Linked DNA regions of Sus scrofa: regions 1, 2 and 3 are each linked to region 4. Evidence: chromatin contacts called from public Hi-C and promoter capture Hi-C data. All regions are on one chromosome and are shown on one strand. The core of a region is the stretch at or near the end of the contact, and the rest is flanking DNA. Distances in the headings are between cores, read along the strand shown. Region 1 overlaps CLSPN (claspin). Region 2 holds the start of MAP7D1 (MAP7 domain-containing protein 1). Region 3 holds the start of ADPRHL2 (poly(ADP-ribose) glycohydrolase ARH3). Region 4 holds the start of SFPQ (splicing factor, proline- and glutamine-rich).

Evidence for each region. Promoter capture Hi-C pulls out the DNA fragments that hold promoters and counts their contacts. A called contact is a pair of places that touch in the nucleus more often than the background predicts.
Region 1: a contact with region 4 is called in a promoter capture Hi-C map of liver, with 5 times the contacts expected there. The contact joins the enhancer-like site here to the promoter of SFPQ in region 4. A contact is called at or near these places in 2 of 5 promoter capture datasets (fetal liver and liver), 11 of 47 Hi-C or Micro-C datasets (alveolar macrophages, embryonic fibroblasts, heart right ventricle and 7 more) and 2 of 2 datasets of contacts at active chromatin or transcription factors (alveolar macrophages and skeletal muscle).
Region 2: a Hi-C map of liver shows a contact between it and region 4, with 8 times the contacts expected there. The contact joins the promoter of MAP7D1 here to the promoter of SFPQ in region 4. A contact is called at or near these places in 2 of 5 promoter capture datasets (fetal skeletal muscle and liver) and 2 of 47 Hi-C or Micro-C datasets (embryonic fibroblasts and liver).
Region 3: a contact with region 4 is called in a promoter capture Hi-C map of liver, with 2.1 times the contacts expected there. The contact joins the promoter of ADPRHL2 here to the promoter of SFPQ in region 4. A contact is called at or near these places in 1 of 5 promoter capture datasets (liver) and 1 of 47 Hi-C or Micro-C datasets (skeletal muscle).

The regions. Positions count from the first base shown.
Region 1 is chr6:91,944,927-91,948,064 of Sscrofa11.1, reverse strand. It overlaps CLSPN (claspin), which reads left to right. Exons shown (of 26, transcript XM_021095923.1): 2 at 484-682. Among named protein-coding and RNA genes, the nearest start is that of CLSPN, 22 kb to the left of the region's middle. Within about 2 kb of position 1,279, at least 19 of the 83 cell types and tissues checked have an H3K27ac peak or open chromatin away from gene starts, as enhancers often do. A contact at or near this core is called in fetal liver, liver, omental adipose tissue and 1 more, where this site is marked.
Region 2 is chr6:92,295,785-92,299,320 of Sscrofa11.1, reverse strand. It overlaps MAP7D1 (MAP7 domain-containing protein 1), which reads right to left and starts at 1,329. Exons shown (of 18, transcript XM_021095927.1): 1 at 98-1,329. The coding sequence starts at 143.
Region 3 is chr6:92,236,487-92,240,116 of Sscrofa11.1, reverse strand. It overlaps ADPRHL2 (poly(ADP-ribose) glycohydrolase ARH3), which reads right to left and starts at 1,650. Exons shown (of 6, transcript XM_003127788.4): 1 at 1,401-1,650. The coding sequence starts at 1,617. TEKT2 (tektin-2) reads right to left here. Exons shown (of 10, transcript XM_005665212.2): 6 at 3,461-3,575; 7 at 3,165-3,272; 8 at 2,898-3,041; 9 at 2,684-2,763; 10 at 1,992-2,517. The coding sequence ends at 2,304.
Region 4 is chr6:91,406,405-91,409,928 of Sscrofa11.1, reverse strand. It overlaps SFPQ (splicing factor, proline- and glutamine-rich), which reads left to right and starts at 1,693. Exons shown (of 11, transcript XM_021095898.1): 1 at 1,693-2,618; 2 at 3,346-3,524. The coding sequence starts at 1,806.

The sequences.
Region 1 (3,138 bases), core at 30-2,529, 540 kb before region 4:
TGGTTGAGATACAATTGACCAAGTGCTGGGGATGCTAATATCTAAATAAACACTACTCGGAATTCCCATTGTGGCTCAGGGGATTAAGAACCCGACATAGTGTCCATGAAGATGTGGGTTTGATACTCGCTCAGTGAGTTAAGGATCCCGCATTTCTGCAAGCTGCGGCATAGGTTGCAGATGGGGCTCAAATCAAGTGTTGCTGTGGCTGTGGCATAGGCCTACAGCTGCAGCTCCAATTGGACCCCTAGCCTGGGAAGTTCCATATGCCTCGGGTGCAATCCTAAAAAGAAAAAAAAAAGTAATAAATAAATAAACCAACACTACTCTCACTGTAAGCCATCAAATTTCTATAAAGCTTGAGGGAGGGTTGAGTTGTGAAAACACTTGAGTTTTTACAAAAACTGAAGAATAAGGCTGTATGGGAAACTGAATAAAGCAGGCCAGAGGAATTTCTCATATATGTTTTTTTTCCCTGGGTAGGTAGCCAGAAAAGGAAAAGGGAATTGAAGAAAAAACATATGAAGGAGATACTAATAGCTGCTGAGTTAATGTTTTGGGAGCTGCATACATAGAAGTTTGGAACTGGAAAGAAGAGAAGGGTCTGTGCCTGCGGGATACCTCTTCAGTCACCAGAAAAGCCAAGAGAGAGAGCTCCGATTTGGACAAAGAGCAGACAGAGGTGAGCTAGGAAGGGGAAATCTTTTATTCTGCATTAACTTGTGCCAAACTAAAGTGAGTCTGTATTTAGATTTAGTGACCTGTATGTATTCTCAATTTTGGTGATTGGCATCCTAGTCTGGCATTCACCAGTCCAGAAACCTGAGAGTTACTAGTTTTACATTGATTCTACTGTCCCTTGCCCCTCAAGATTATTCATCAACAAGCCCTGTCAATTTTGCCTCTTTTCCCCCAATCCATCTCCTCCTCTCTATTGTTACTATCACTGACCTAGTTCAGGTCTCTATAATCTCCCACCTAGATAACTGGTCTTCCTTGCAGTTTAATCCCCTTCCAATCCATCTTTCATATGCTGCCAGAATAATCTTTCTCAAGCATACATCTAACCATGTTGCTCTCCTTCTTAATAACTCCCTCCACCACCACTACCCTCAGCTGCCCATTCAGACTGTCTAAAAACTAAGCTCTAAGCATAGCATTCCAGACTTGTTGTTCCCTGTTTAACTTTTAGCCTTCCCAATTCTGGCCATTTCCCCACCCCCCGCCACAACCCAAACACACACCCCGTGCTCTAGCTGCCCTGACCTACTTTCAGTTCCCCAACACAACATGCTTCATCAAGCCCTTGCACATACCTGGAATGCCTTCTTCCCGTGCCAGCCAGGAACATTCCAATCCATCTTTGAAACTCAGTTTAGGAGTCATCTCCCCCTGAATTGCCCCAGGCAAAATCAGGGCCCCCACAGCTGTTTGTATACATTTCTATTACACATGCCTTTTTACTTGCCTAACTTCAAACAGCAATGGGAAGCTCTCTGAGAACTAGACTGTATTTTATTTATCTTTGTATTCTCTGTGTCTAGCTTAGGCTTAAAATAGGGACTCAAGTCTTGCTGAATGAGTGGATGAATATTTGATATGTATTTTAGGTTGCCAAAATTTACAGTAAAGGAGCTTCTGCCTACAAAATAGCTGATGGTGTGTGTGCTATCACGTCTCAGGAAAAGGCCCTGGTATTTTGTTTAGTTTCATTTTTTAGGCTTATTTTATTTTATTTGCTGTGCTCATGACATGCAGAAGTTCTCTAGTCAGGGACTGAACTAGTGCCAAAGCAGGAACCCAAGCGACAGCAGGGACAACAGCATATCCTTAACCCGCTGAGCCACTAGAGAACTCCTTGTGCTTATTTTAATCATTCTTTCAACAATTATTTATTATGCATCCACTATGTGTCAGGTCCTGTGCCATTTTTAAAGGTCAGGGAGTACACCACATCAAGCAAGAAAAATAGTTCTGGCCTCTAAGCAGGCATTCTCCTGGAGAAGCTTTATAACTATATGGAATTACAGTACAAAATTGTTTTTGAAAGCAGATTCTAGAAGATGTAATTACTTCACTATTCCAAAGGAAAATTTAAACAATTCGTTGAATAATTTTAAAATGAAGCAAAGAAGAAAAAGGTTTTAGGATAGAGTAACTACAGGCACTAGATGGACTGACATGACCAAGCCCTGTCACATGGTGGCAGTGCTTCTCCAGGGATGAAGATTTAGCAGCCAAGACCTTGAGAAAAGCAAACATTTCTCACACTTCAATTCCAGACAGGGAAGAGTACTAAAAATTTAACATGGTAGACTTTCTCAATTCACAGAAAAGATGAAGTAAAAGACATAATTTGCTCAACTTTATCCCTCCAAACTTTCTTAGGCCTTTGGAATCTGTTTTTGTTTGTCTGCCAGCAAGCAAATATAAATAGAACTTTGGAATGGGCTGAATGTGTTAAATTACACAGCTTATTTTTTCATAATTGATTAATTAATTTTTTTGTCTTTTTAGGGCCACAAGCACCTGTGGCATATGGAAGTTCCCAGGCTAGGGGTCAAATCAGCAGCAGCTGCCGGCCTACACCACAGCCATAGCAACTCGGGATCCAAGCTGAGTCTATGACATAACCACAGCTCGTGGCAACACAGGATCCTTAACCCACTGAGGGAAGCCGGGGATTGAACCTGCATGCTCATGGATACTAGTCGGGTTCGTTAACACTGAGCCATAATGGGAACACCAATATTTTCATAATTAATTTTTTGTATTGATTTTTTGTGATATAATTATAGATCCTACTAGTGAAAACATTTCCTAATTTATATGACCCAAATAAATGTGTCAGTATTGAAATGTATTTCCTGTATTCTTTTTTTTTTTTTTTTTTTTTGTCTTTTTGCTATTTCTTGGGCCGCTCCCGCGGCATATGGAGGTTCCCAGGCTAGGGGTTGAATCAGAGCTGTAGCCACCGGCCTACGCCAGAGCCACAGCAACGCGGGATCCAAGCCGCGTCTGCAGCCTACACCACAGCTCACGGCAACGCCGGATCGTTAACCCACTGAGCAAGGGCAGGGACCAAACCTGCAACCTCATGGTTCCTAGTCGGATTCGTTAACCACTGCGCCACGACGG
Region 2 (3,536 bases), core at 80-2,579, 890 kb before region 4:
GCGCGGCGAGGGAGGGGTCCCCGCTGAGCGGGCCGGCCTCATCCTCGGCCTTCCCGAGGCCCCTAGATGCCCCTCTCCCATCTATCCTCTGGCATACCTGGGGGTGCGCCGGCACCCGGCTCCGAACGCGAGCCGCTCTCCATGGCTGCGGCGTTACGGCTGGGGGGGTATCTCGGGGGTCTCAGCGGCGACGGCGGCGGCGGCCGGCGGCCAAGATAGGGGTCCCGCGGCGCATCACGCCCGGCCCGGCCCGGCGGGCAACGATTCGGAGGTGGAGGGAGCTCCGGAGAAGGTCGAGGCTGACTCGGCTGGTGGCCTGCGGGCTCGGACTCGCCGGCCGCCCAGTGTCTGCCGGCTCCGGCCGCGATTCTGCTCCTTGCCAGTCGCCGGCCCAGTCCCGGCCGCGGCCCAACCCTATTGTACCGCCCGGGCTGGGCCTGGCCTCCCCGCCGGCGCGTACCAAGTGCGACGCGGGGAGAGCCGCCCCCGCAGCGCCGGAGCACTGAGCGGCCGCGCGCGCGCCCCGCCCCCGTCCTGGGGCGCGGGACCTCGAGCCTGGGGACGCCTCTAATGCGGGCTGCGGTGGAGGGGACGCCACGACACCCGGAGAACGCCCGTCCAGCTGCCTCCCCCGCGGCCGCGCGTTGGTATGCGCCGCAGCGTGAGCCGACTATGTAGGGAGCGCTTTGGTGACTCACCCGCCGCTGGGACTGAGGGGAGTAGGGGGGAGCCGGGATGGGAACCCCCAATCCCACCCTGGAGCCTGGGAGCTCCGGTTCTGGGGATCTCAGCGGCAGCTTCCAGTCTACATTCTCTCCCAAGCCCACCTCCAATAAATTCACCTGGGAACGTGGGGAGACCTGAAGGAGGGTCACAAGAAGCTCCCTAAAAGGGCTATGCTTTCTCTCCCCCGGTGATGGCTGGGGTGGGGAGAGGCCCGGGAACCTTTACGCCTGCCCTTCCTCCATCATCCCACAGTTGGTGTCTTCCCTGCTCCTCTGGGGTAATTACAGACCTGCACCACTGCTTTACCCAAGTCTCTAATCTTCTGGGTCTCTCCCGGCTCCAAACTGGGTGGTCCAGGCTCTGAACCACCCCCAGCCCCATCAGAGGACCCCTCCAGGTTCTCCGAAAGGATTTTTCTCCCCTGTGTCCTGTGGAAGGAGGCAATAAGTCCCTTCTGACTCCCCTCCCCCAAAGTAGTCCTATTTCCCAGGCCTGGGGAATCGATCCCCCAATCCCCTTGCTAGTGCCAGCTGAGGTGGGGCCTCAAGCCGAGTCAGGCCCAGCTTGAGCAGAGAGCTGGGAGCTTGCTGGGAAGGTGGATCGATGATGGTGCTGCAGGGATTGACAGAGGGGAGGAAGGAGGAGGCGCAGCTGGGCCCTGGCCACCCCATCCCTGCCCTTTGTCCTGACCTCCAGAAGGTCAGTTGTCTGGTTCTCCGTTGCCCAAAGATTAGGCCCAGCGATATGCTGTCCTCTGTCCCCCTCCCCTTTCCCGCCAGTGCCTCCTTTGAGCAGCTCCAGAGAGCAGCCATTTCAAGGCGGAGGGTTGGGAACAAAAGAGTCTGAGTCTCAGGCCACCTGGGAGCTGACTGTCCTGGGAGGAATGAGTAGTTGGGGGCCCGACCCTTCTTGGGAGGGCCCTGGAGGGAAAATACTACCTTCCCCAGTCCGAAAACATTAGCAAAGGATAATGATAGAAAGCCTGCAACTAGAGCTGGTCATCTTAAGCTACTGTCTTAACTTTTCTGAAACCCAGTTTGCTCACATAAAATCAGGAAGATAATTATATTGAGGGAACATGGGGTCGATGTAAAGGTGATTAAGGCAACGCAGATGAAGTGCTTAGTACTGAGCCTGGCGTATAGGAATAAATAAGGGTGGTGATGATGATGAGCTTCAAAAATACAAGTGCATTAAGATGAGAAGCAGATCCCCCATCTTTATTGCCAGCCATCCTATCTGACAATAAAGATCCCCAGGGGGATGATGGAGCCCAGGACTGTCCTTTGTGAGGTCACCCTGTGGATGAGGGAGCCCAGGACTGACCTTTGGGAGGTCAGAGGCCTCAGGGCCTGCATCTTCCAGAGCTGAACCTGCCCACCCCGACCCAGGCAGTGACTAGACTCAGAATTCAGGAACAGAATCCAACAGGGGAAGGGCCTTCCGGGATGGTTCTCCCTCACCCCCATACACAATCTTGAGACTGTTGCAGGGACAAAGACATATATAGGTGAGAATAGTGAGGTACCCTCATTAGCTAGAGCTCCAGGGCAGCGGAGGGGGGAAGGATGGCTGAAAATGAAAGGATAGGCCAGGGATGGCCTATGTAGGAGGATTTGAATGCCAATTGGCATCATGATCTATACAGTGGAGGTCTTGGGGAGCTGCTGAAGGTTCTTCGGAAGGGGAAGGATTGGCTTTAGAACTGGAAATCCTCCATTGTGTCTAATGGTGGGGGATTGACTTTGAGGAGCTCCCGCAAAGAGACAGTGTAGGGTATTAGCCTACTCAGTGGTTCTTAACTAGAGGCAGTTTTGCTCCCCAGGGACATTTGGCAATATTTAGAGGCATTTGTGGTTGTCGTAACTAGGGGTGTTACTGGTATCTAGTACTTAGTCACCAGGGTTGTTAACATTCTGCAAGGCACGGGACCACCCCCAGAACAAAGACCCATCAGGCCCCAAATGTCAGTGGTGCCAACGTTGAGGAGCCCTTCCTTAGACTGAGGCACCTGTACCTCCTCACAGGATGCTAGCGGTGGGAGTTAGGCAACTTGACATTCTCTGGCCAGCCTCAGAAGGCTTCCTACACGTCCGTCCGATGGATGCATCCGATGGGTCGGCAGCATCGAGTCCTGGGAGGATGACTGAGGGGAGCCAGGAGAGCACCCGTGTCCTGTGAGTGCTGCAGTAAGACCAGACAGTCGGAGTGGACTCCTTGCCATCTGCCTCCTAACTGATCGGGATCCTTGGTGGACCCCAGGCCACAGCAACTGACAGGGCTTAGAGTGGGTGTCTCTGAGGTTGGGGCTGAGTGATCGTGTTCCCCAAACATTACACATCCCAGAGAAGGAGAAGGGGAGCACTTGCAACATCATGGGCTGAGGCCCCAGCAGGATGCCCTGCCCTCTAAGGTAAACGGTGAGGAGCTGTCACCTTCCTGTGCCTCCCCTTCTGCCTGGGGCAGTTCTCCTCCCCTTCCACAGAAACAGGCTTGGAGTCGTCAGTCTGGGCTGGAGCAGCTGGGCTGGGGGGCAGGTCGCTGAATGGGGTTCAGAAATACATCCCTTTCCTGATCCCACCAGGGGGAGAACAGGTGTAAGAGTGTTTATAACCTCCTAGGTTTGGTGGGACAGGGTCCAGGATGAAGCTGGCAGTGAAGGAAACCACTGGGAGGTTTGACAAAGAGGTATCAATTGGGACCAAGGCCCTGGAGGCTGTCTCCACACCCACAAAGTAGGAAGTAGGAGGGGCCTCATGGTGGGGGCAGGGAGAGATTTGCACTCTCAACTCCCCCAGGGTGCTGCAGCA
Region 3 (3,630 bases), core at 401-2,900, 830 kb before region 4:
GCTCCACTTAAAGCCAGGCCTACCACTGGATTTCCCAGCGATGTCACCCAATGCATTCTCTTTTTGCTCAGGCTATTTTGAATTGGGTTTTCTGCCACTTGCGCCTAAAAGGTCCTAAAACCTCAACCTCAAATGTTTTTCCCTCATCTTAACATCAAACCAAAATGAAAATATAAAACTGTCCCAACATCCTGTCTGACTCTCAACCACAGTTCATCTCTCTCCTTCTCTTCATACCAAACCATACTTTTATCTTCTCCTTTTCCAATTCTTCCTAAACACAACTGAAATCTAACTTTTTTTTTTTGCCTTGTAGGGCTGCACCTGCGGCATATGTAGGTTCCCAGGCTAGGGGTTGAATCAGAGGTACAGCTGCTGGCCAACGCCAGAGCCACAGCAATGCGGGATCCAAACCATGTCTGCAACCTACACCACAGCTCATGCCATGCTGGATCCCCCTGAGCAAGGCCAGGGATGCAACCTGCAACCTCATGGTTCCTAGCCAGATTTGTTTCCACTGTGCCATATGGGAACTCCTGAAATCTAACTTCTAAGGTTCAACTTTCTACTGAAAATGCTTTTCTAAATCTAGATTTCCCGAGACTTAACCCCTTTTACCATCACACCAGTGACCAGTGTCTTCGTCCAGAAATTCTTGAGTTTTGTTGTTACGCATCTCCCCACTTCTCCTATCAAACAATTTCCTTCTCTAGCTCCTTTTCCTCCTTCAGGGTTCTGGGTGTGGCCCTTTTCCCTTACTATTCTATATGCTCTCCCAGAAGACTCATTCTCTGCTTGACCTCAGCTGTGATACTGAGCTGAGATCTGGGTGATGAGCAGACTGCCCAGGGGAGAGAGCTTTACAGGCAAACGGACAGCGGTACATGCAAAGGCCTCGGCAAGAGGAAGCACGATGTGACAGCAATGCAGAGCGGTACAAGATGAAACTGGGGCCGCAGGGGAGGACCGGCCACAGATGGCACGTTAAAGAGTTTGATTCTGTCTTAATGGTAATGGAAAATCACTGCAGAGCTTCACGCGCGCGGGAGGCAGCCATCAGATCTGTTTTCAGATGCGCACTCCCAGCTGCGTGGAGATGGACCGGTGGTGCACTGATCCAGGAGAACTGGGTAAATCGGGTCGAATCGGCAGGGGTGTACTACTGGACAAGGCAATCTAGGCGTGGCCTGTACCGCGGGAGGATGGGGTTGCCAGGCCCGTAACCGGCAAACGTCTGGGGCGAGACTCGTGAAGATGGGGCTCGGATTTAAACAAGCTGAGTCCGAGGTGCCCGCAAGTCCTGCAGATCCGGCCACTCACTCCCGCTGCGGTTCCCTCCCTCCCAGCGTCCCTCGCGACCCTTGGCCTCCACGTGCCCCAGTGCGTCCGGGCCCGCCCACCTGTCCGCGGGCTCCCCGCCGATCCGGGGTCCGGCTCCAGGTCCTGGACCTGACGCAGGACTGACGTCAGGTCGACCGTGTCGCGCGCCTCGTAGACGGCGCCCACGCAGTCCCCGAGCAGCGCGCCAGCCAGGCAGCCTCGGAAGCGGGAGAGGGAGCGGGCCGCCCCTGCCCCTCCGGAGGCCGCTGCCGCCGCCGTCATCGCTGCCACTGCCATCCGCGCCGATCCGCAGCCACTTCCGGTGCGGCCGACGCGTGCCCAGCGGCGCCGCTTCCCTGGCCCCACAGCGACACCCCGAGGCGCGGAGTCATAATTCCCGCGCGCGAGTGACCTGGGTGGTCCCGCAGCCCTGGTTCGATTGGGCTCGGCCTCTGGTTTTAGTCCCCATCCCCCACCCCTGGAAAGGGCATCACAGTCGGACGGGACGTCCACTAAAGGGTCCCCAGGGGTGGGCACTGAGCCAGACTGTAGGGTCACTGGCTCCGAGGCCTTTATGTGCCCGGGTACCCCAGCCCTCCCAGGGCAGCCGCCGCTCATGGCCCCCACTCAGGGCTGGGTGCCCCTCATCCCCAAGCCCTCCCCCCATCACCCTGGCCCCCTCAGGGCCTCTCCTAGGCATCCAGAGGGCAGGCTAGGGTCCAACTGGGGCAGAGCTTGTTGGAGGTCGCACAGCTAGAGCCCAGGGGTGCTGGCCTGGTCGAGACAGGCCCCCTGAGGGGAGAAAGGGGAAGGAGTGGGATTTGGAACTTGGAGCTTGAGGGATGATGTTCCCCGCCTGTGCTCCTCCAACTACAGGGGTAGCAGAGAACCCTCTGGACTGAGAACCCCCCACCTTTATTGACTCATTATCCCCACCTCCACTTCATTTCCCACCAGCCTTCCCCTCTGTTCTCAGCCCCTCGCTAGGTCAGCTCCAGCTGGCAGGTCTTGAGTGGACTCAGGGTGCGGTTTGTGGTGCGTGTGAAGGTGTCCACCTCAGGCACAAACTTCTCAGCAGGCACGGTCAGCTTCCGACGAGTATCCATGCACTTGGTGTCCAACAGCATGGAGTTGGCCTTGCAGGCGATATCAGCCTGCAGCCGAGCCAGGTGCTTGTACAGGGCATCCAGAGCGTCCCTGGGGAGGGAGGATTAACAACCCACCACCACTACATGAGGCTGGGCAGGCAGGGCTGAGCTTACCCACCTTGAGTCAGGAAGCCAGCAGGGAAGCCAGCAGGCAGCACGCCGCTGGGGTGGTGGGAGTTGTCTCCCCGCCCCTCCTGCTCACTCCCCAAACCTACTGTGCTTGAGCCAGCTTCTGCTTCAGGGCGGCAATGGTTGCCTCTAACTGGTGAACCTCATCAGTGAGGCCGAACTGTGCCTGGAGGTAGAGGAGCAGGTGGGAGGGAATCCCAGGTCAGCCAGGCTGTCCTTCTGCCCATGGGCCAGGGGGTGGCCTATGCCAGAACCCCTGCTCCACCAGGGAGCCCGTGCCCCGCTGGGGTGCCCTCATACCTGGTCACGGCAGAGTTCCACATTAGGCCGGTAGGTCCTGGTCTCTAGCCGGGTATGGCATAGCTTCAGGTTCTGCAACTTTCTGCGCAGATCCTCCTCCAGGTGCCGGATGTCCTCCTGCAGCTCAGCAATCTCCTCCAAGGTCTGCAGGGACAGAGGGACTGGTCTCCACCTGGTGCACCCAGTCCAGGGCTTCCTGGCAAGGCCCCAGGCTCCTCATCCCACAGCAGGAAGTCCAGGCCCCAGGAGATACGCGGAGAAGCTCACATTCTTCTCTTGCCACTTGAGCTCACTGTACACCTTCTCCATCTCCCGCAGCCGCTTCCTGAAGGCAAATTCCGTTGCAACCCTTTGGGCTTCGAGTTCATTGTTGGTCTGAAGGACAGGAAGTAGGCAGGACAAGGGGAAGGTATAAGCTTTGGCCTCTGGCCATCTGAGGATGTGGCTCAGGTGAGGGGTGGGATGCCACATGGCTGACAGGGAACAAAAGACAAAGGCTTGAGTGCATGCTGTGGCCGTCCCTTGGCCACTGAGGATCGGGGGAGCAGGAGGGGGTCAGGCACCTCGGCAATAGTTAGGGCGATGGCCTCCCTCAGCTCCACGGCTCCTTTCATCTCAGCCTCTGCCCGGTTCTTGTTGAACTGACTGAAGTCATCCCACTGCTGGAGAGTGGTGGAGCTGCAGGTGGAAGGAAACACTGGGGTTGCGGGAGTCTGGCCTTTGCAGGGAGGAA
Region 4 (3,524 bases), core at 444-2,943:
GTTACTATGTCAGACAGTTGAGATGTTTGAAATAGTGCTTTTTAGGAATGTTGTGGCAATAACATAGGATTAACTATGATGTGGGTGGGATAGCTGATATAGGATGTAAAGAGATTGTTGGAGGTGAGGAGGTAGAGAACATAGATGTCAAGTGATGAACAGAATCAGAAAGGACGACAATGAGTCATAAGCTAATATTTATTGAGGGAGGAATTATCCACCCAAAGGTCCATAGATGACATTAAGAGAGGTATCAAGGGAAATGGCTTATGCTCTTCAAAGTAGTTGGATTCTGCCCCTTCGTTGATATGTATAGATAATTCAATATTGTAATTTTATGTTTTTATTTTTCTGATTTGCATTTTTTAAAAATTTATTTATTTATTTATTTGTCTTTTTGCCTTTCTAGGGCCACACCTGCAACATATGGAGATTCCCAGGCTAGGGGTCTAATCGGAGCTGTAGCCACCCGCCTACACCAGAGAGGCAGCAACGCAGGATATGAGCTGTGTCTGCGACCTATACCACAGCTCAGGGCAACGCTGGATCCTTAACCCACTGAGCGAGGCCAGGGATCCAACGCACAACCTCATGGTTCCTAGTCGGATTCGTTAACCACTGAGCCACGACGGGAACTCCTGATTTGCATTTTTAAACATTTCTTATGATTTTTTTTTTTCTGTTATAGTTGCTATACAGTGTTCTGTCGATTTTTACTGTGTGAAGTGATCCAGTAATACATATATATATATATACATATTCTTTTCTCACATTATCCCCCATCATTTCCATCACAAGTGACTAGATATAGTTGCCTGTGCTATACAGCAGCATCTCATTGCTTACCCACTCCAAATGCAATAGTTTGCATCTATTAACCCCAAACTCCCAGTCCACCTCCCTCCCTCCCCTTTCCCCTAGGCAACCACAAGTCTGTTCTTCCAGTCCATGAGTTTCTTTTCTGTGGAAAGATTCATTTGTTTTGTATTAATAATCTAGTTTTAAAGCATCTTAATCTGTCCATAAAGTGTTTTGTGGTTTGTAGAATTAAGAAAAACGTTCATTTCTTCCTGTGATGTGTTTGTAAATTAGTGTATACACACAAAATCAAGGCCTTTCTTTTTGAACAAAGAGCAATCACTAAAGCCCATGGCGACACTTTTACTGCTAGAACAAACCAGTACTCCAGTGAGATTCCAAAATGAAATCAGTAAGATCAAGTGTGCGAAATCGGTAAAAAAAAATTTTTCTCTAAATTTATGGGCCCAGCACAAGGTAGAAAAGATAGCAGGCACTTAATTTATGCTTTTGAGCTGGAGGCTGTAGGTTCTTTCTGGGGGAGGATATCAGCAGGCTGCTCTTAAGGGCAATCAAGAAAGAAAGGACTTGCTAACATCTCTCCCCAGGAGCTGATAGGGCCCTGGCTATCTGCTTCCAAGGGAAAAATTGCTCCGGCGAACCCATTCAAATATCTCTCAGCAAATCACCGTCACCTACAGCCAACTCCTTTTCCGCCCATTGGCTTACTGGAAACTTCAGCCACTCCATGCCTCCCGCCTCTCATCCGGGAGCCAATAGGAAAGATTAACTCCTCGTAACTTAGCGTCATCAAGTACAGTAATTGCAATTGGCTATTGCTGCTATTGATCCAGAAGTAGGCGGGGCCAAGCCAGCCGGCCTATATAAGAGGAGGACAAAGGCGGCGCGCCGCCTGTGTCATCCGCCATCTTGTGAGAAGCAAGGTGGCCTCCACGTTTCCTGAACGTCTTCTCCGCTTCTGCCTCGACCGCCCCTTGGTTACAGACATGTCTCGGGATCGGTTCCGAAGCCGGGGCGGTGGCGGTGGCGGCTTCCACCGGCGCGGAGGGGGCGGCGGCCGCGGCGGCCTCCACGATTTCCGCTCCCCGCCGCCAGGCATGGGCCTCAATCAGAACCGCGGACCTATGGGGCCCGGCCCGGGCCAGGGTGGTCCCAAGCCCCCGATCCCGCCACCGCCTCCGCACCAGCAACAGCAACAGCCGCCGCCGCAGCAGCCGCCACCACAGCAGCCGCCGCCGCTTCAGCCGCCGCCGCACCAGCCACCGCCGCATCAGCAGCCGCCGCCGCCTCCACAGGACTCGTCCAAGCCCGTCGTTTCTCAGGGGCCCGGCCCGGCTCCCGGAGTAGGCAACGCTCCCCCGGCTTCTGGTTCGGCGCCGCCCGCCACCCCCCCGACCTCCGGGGCCCCCACGGGGTCGGGCCCCACCCCGACCCCGCCGCCGGCCGTCACTTCGGCGCCCCCCGGGGCACCTCCGCCTGCGCCGCCGAGCGGCGGTGTCCCCACCACCCCGCCTCAGGCTGGGGGCCCGCCTCCTCCACCCGCAGGGGGCCCAGGCCCCGGACCTAAGCAGGGCCCGGGACCTGGCGGCCCCAAAGGCGGCAAAATGCCAGGCGGGCCGAAGCCCGGCGGCGGCCCGGGCCTAAGCACCCCTGGCGGCCACGCCAAACCGCCGCACCGAGGCGGTGGGGAGCCCCGCGGCGGCCGGCAGCACCACCCGCCGTACCACCAGCAGCACCACCAAGGGCCACCACCGGGCGGGCCCGGCGGCCGCAGTGAGGAAAAGATCTCGGACTCGGAGGTGAGTGTCTCCCAGACCTACGCGTCGGTTTCTCTAAGATGGCGGCGGCCCCCTCTTTTCCCTTCCCTTCCCCTCCCCGCCCTCCATTTTGTCGGAGACCGGAAAGAGCGCCTGCGCGCGGGAGACGAGGAGGGGCGGGGCCGGCTGCCGGAGCGGGAGGCGGATGGCGTGGGTCCGCTAGCAGGCCCCTGTGGTTGGCCACCCGACTGGCGCAGCAGTCGCGGGGGTGGCCTTAAGGTGATGCTAAGCTATGGTGCGCCGTATTGAAACTAGCGGACTTTTGGAACCAGAGCAGAGTGAAATGTAGGATTGGAGAGATGGAGGGAGTTCCGGTCCTAAGCGCGCAGGCGCAAGTCTTGTCGTTGACAATGACACTTCCGTCCCTTTCCCTTCTTGTTAATACTTAAGCACTCTCTTATGTTTTGTCTGCTACGATTTTGATTCTGTCGGGGATACTCGGCATACGGCTGATGAGGTCCTGTTATAGAGCTTAATCTAGGGAGGTCTTCCTATTCGATTTCAAGAGTATACTGGGTGATTTTGGCTGTTTGCTGTTAGGATTGTAGTTGTGTCATGAAACCCGTAAATGTAGTAGCATTTTTTGTTTTTAAATGGAACAGAAAAGCGACTGGATTGGTAACATCCAGTTTGGGGAAAAAAGATTATTACTGGGTTTTCCTATTTTCCAGAGGTCATTGGTGTCTGAAAATACCTTTTTTTTCATTAGGGTTTTAAAGCCAACTTGTCTCTCTTGAGGAGGCCTGGAGAGAAAACTTATACCCAACGTTGTCGGTTGTTTGTTGGGAATCTACCTGCTGATATCACAGAGGATGAATTTAAAAGACTATTTGCTAAATATGGAGAACCGGGAGAAGTTTTCATCAACAAAGGGAAAGGATTCGGATT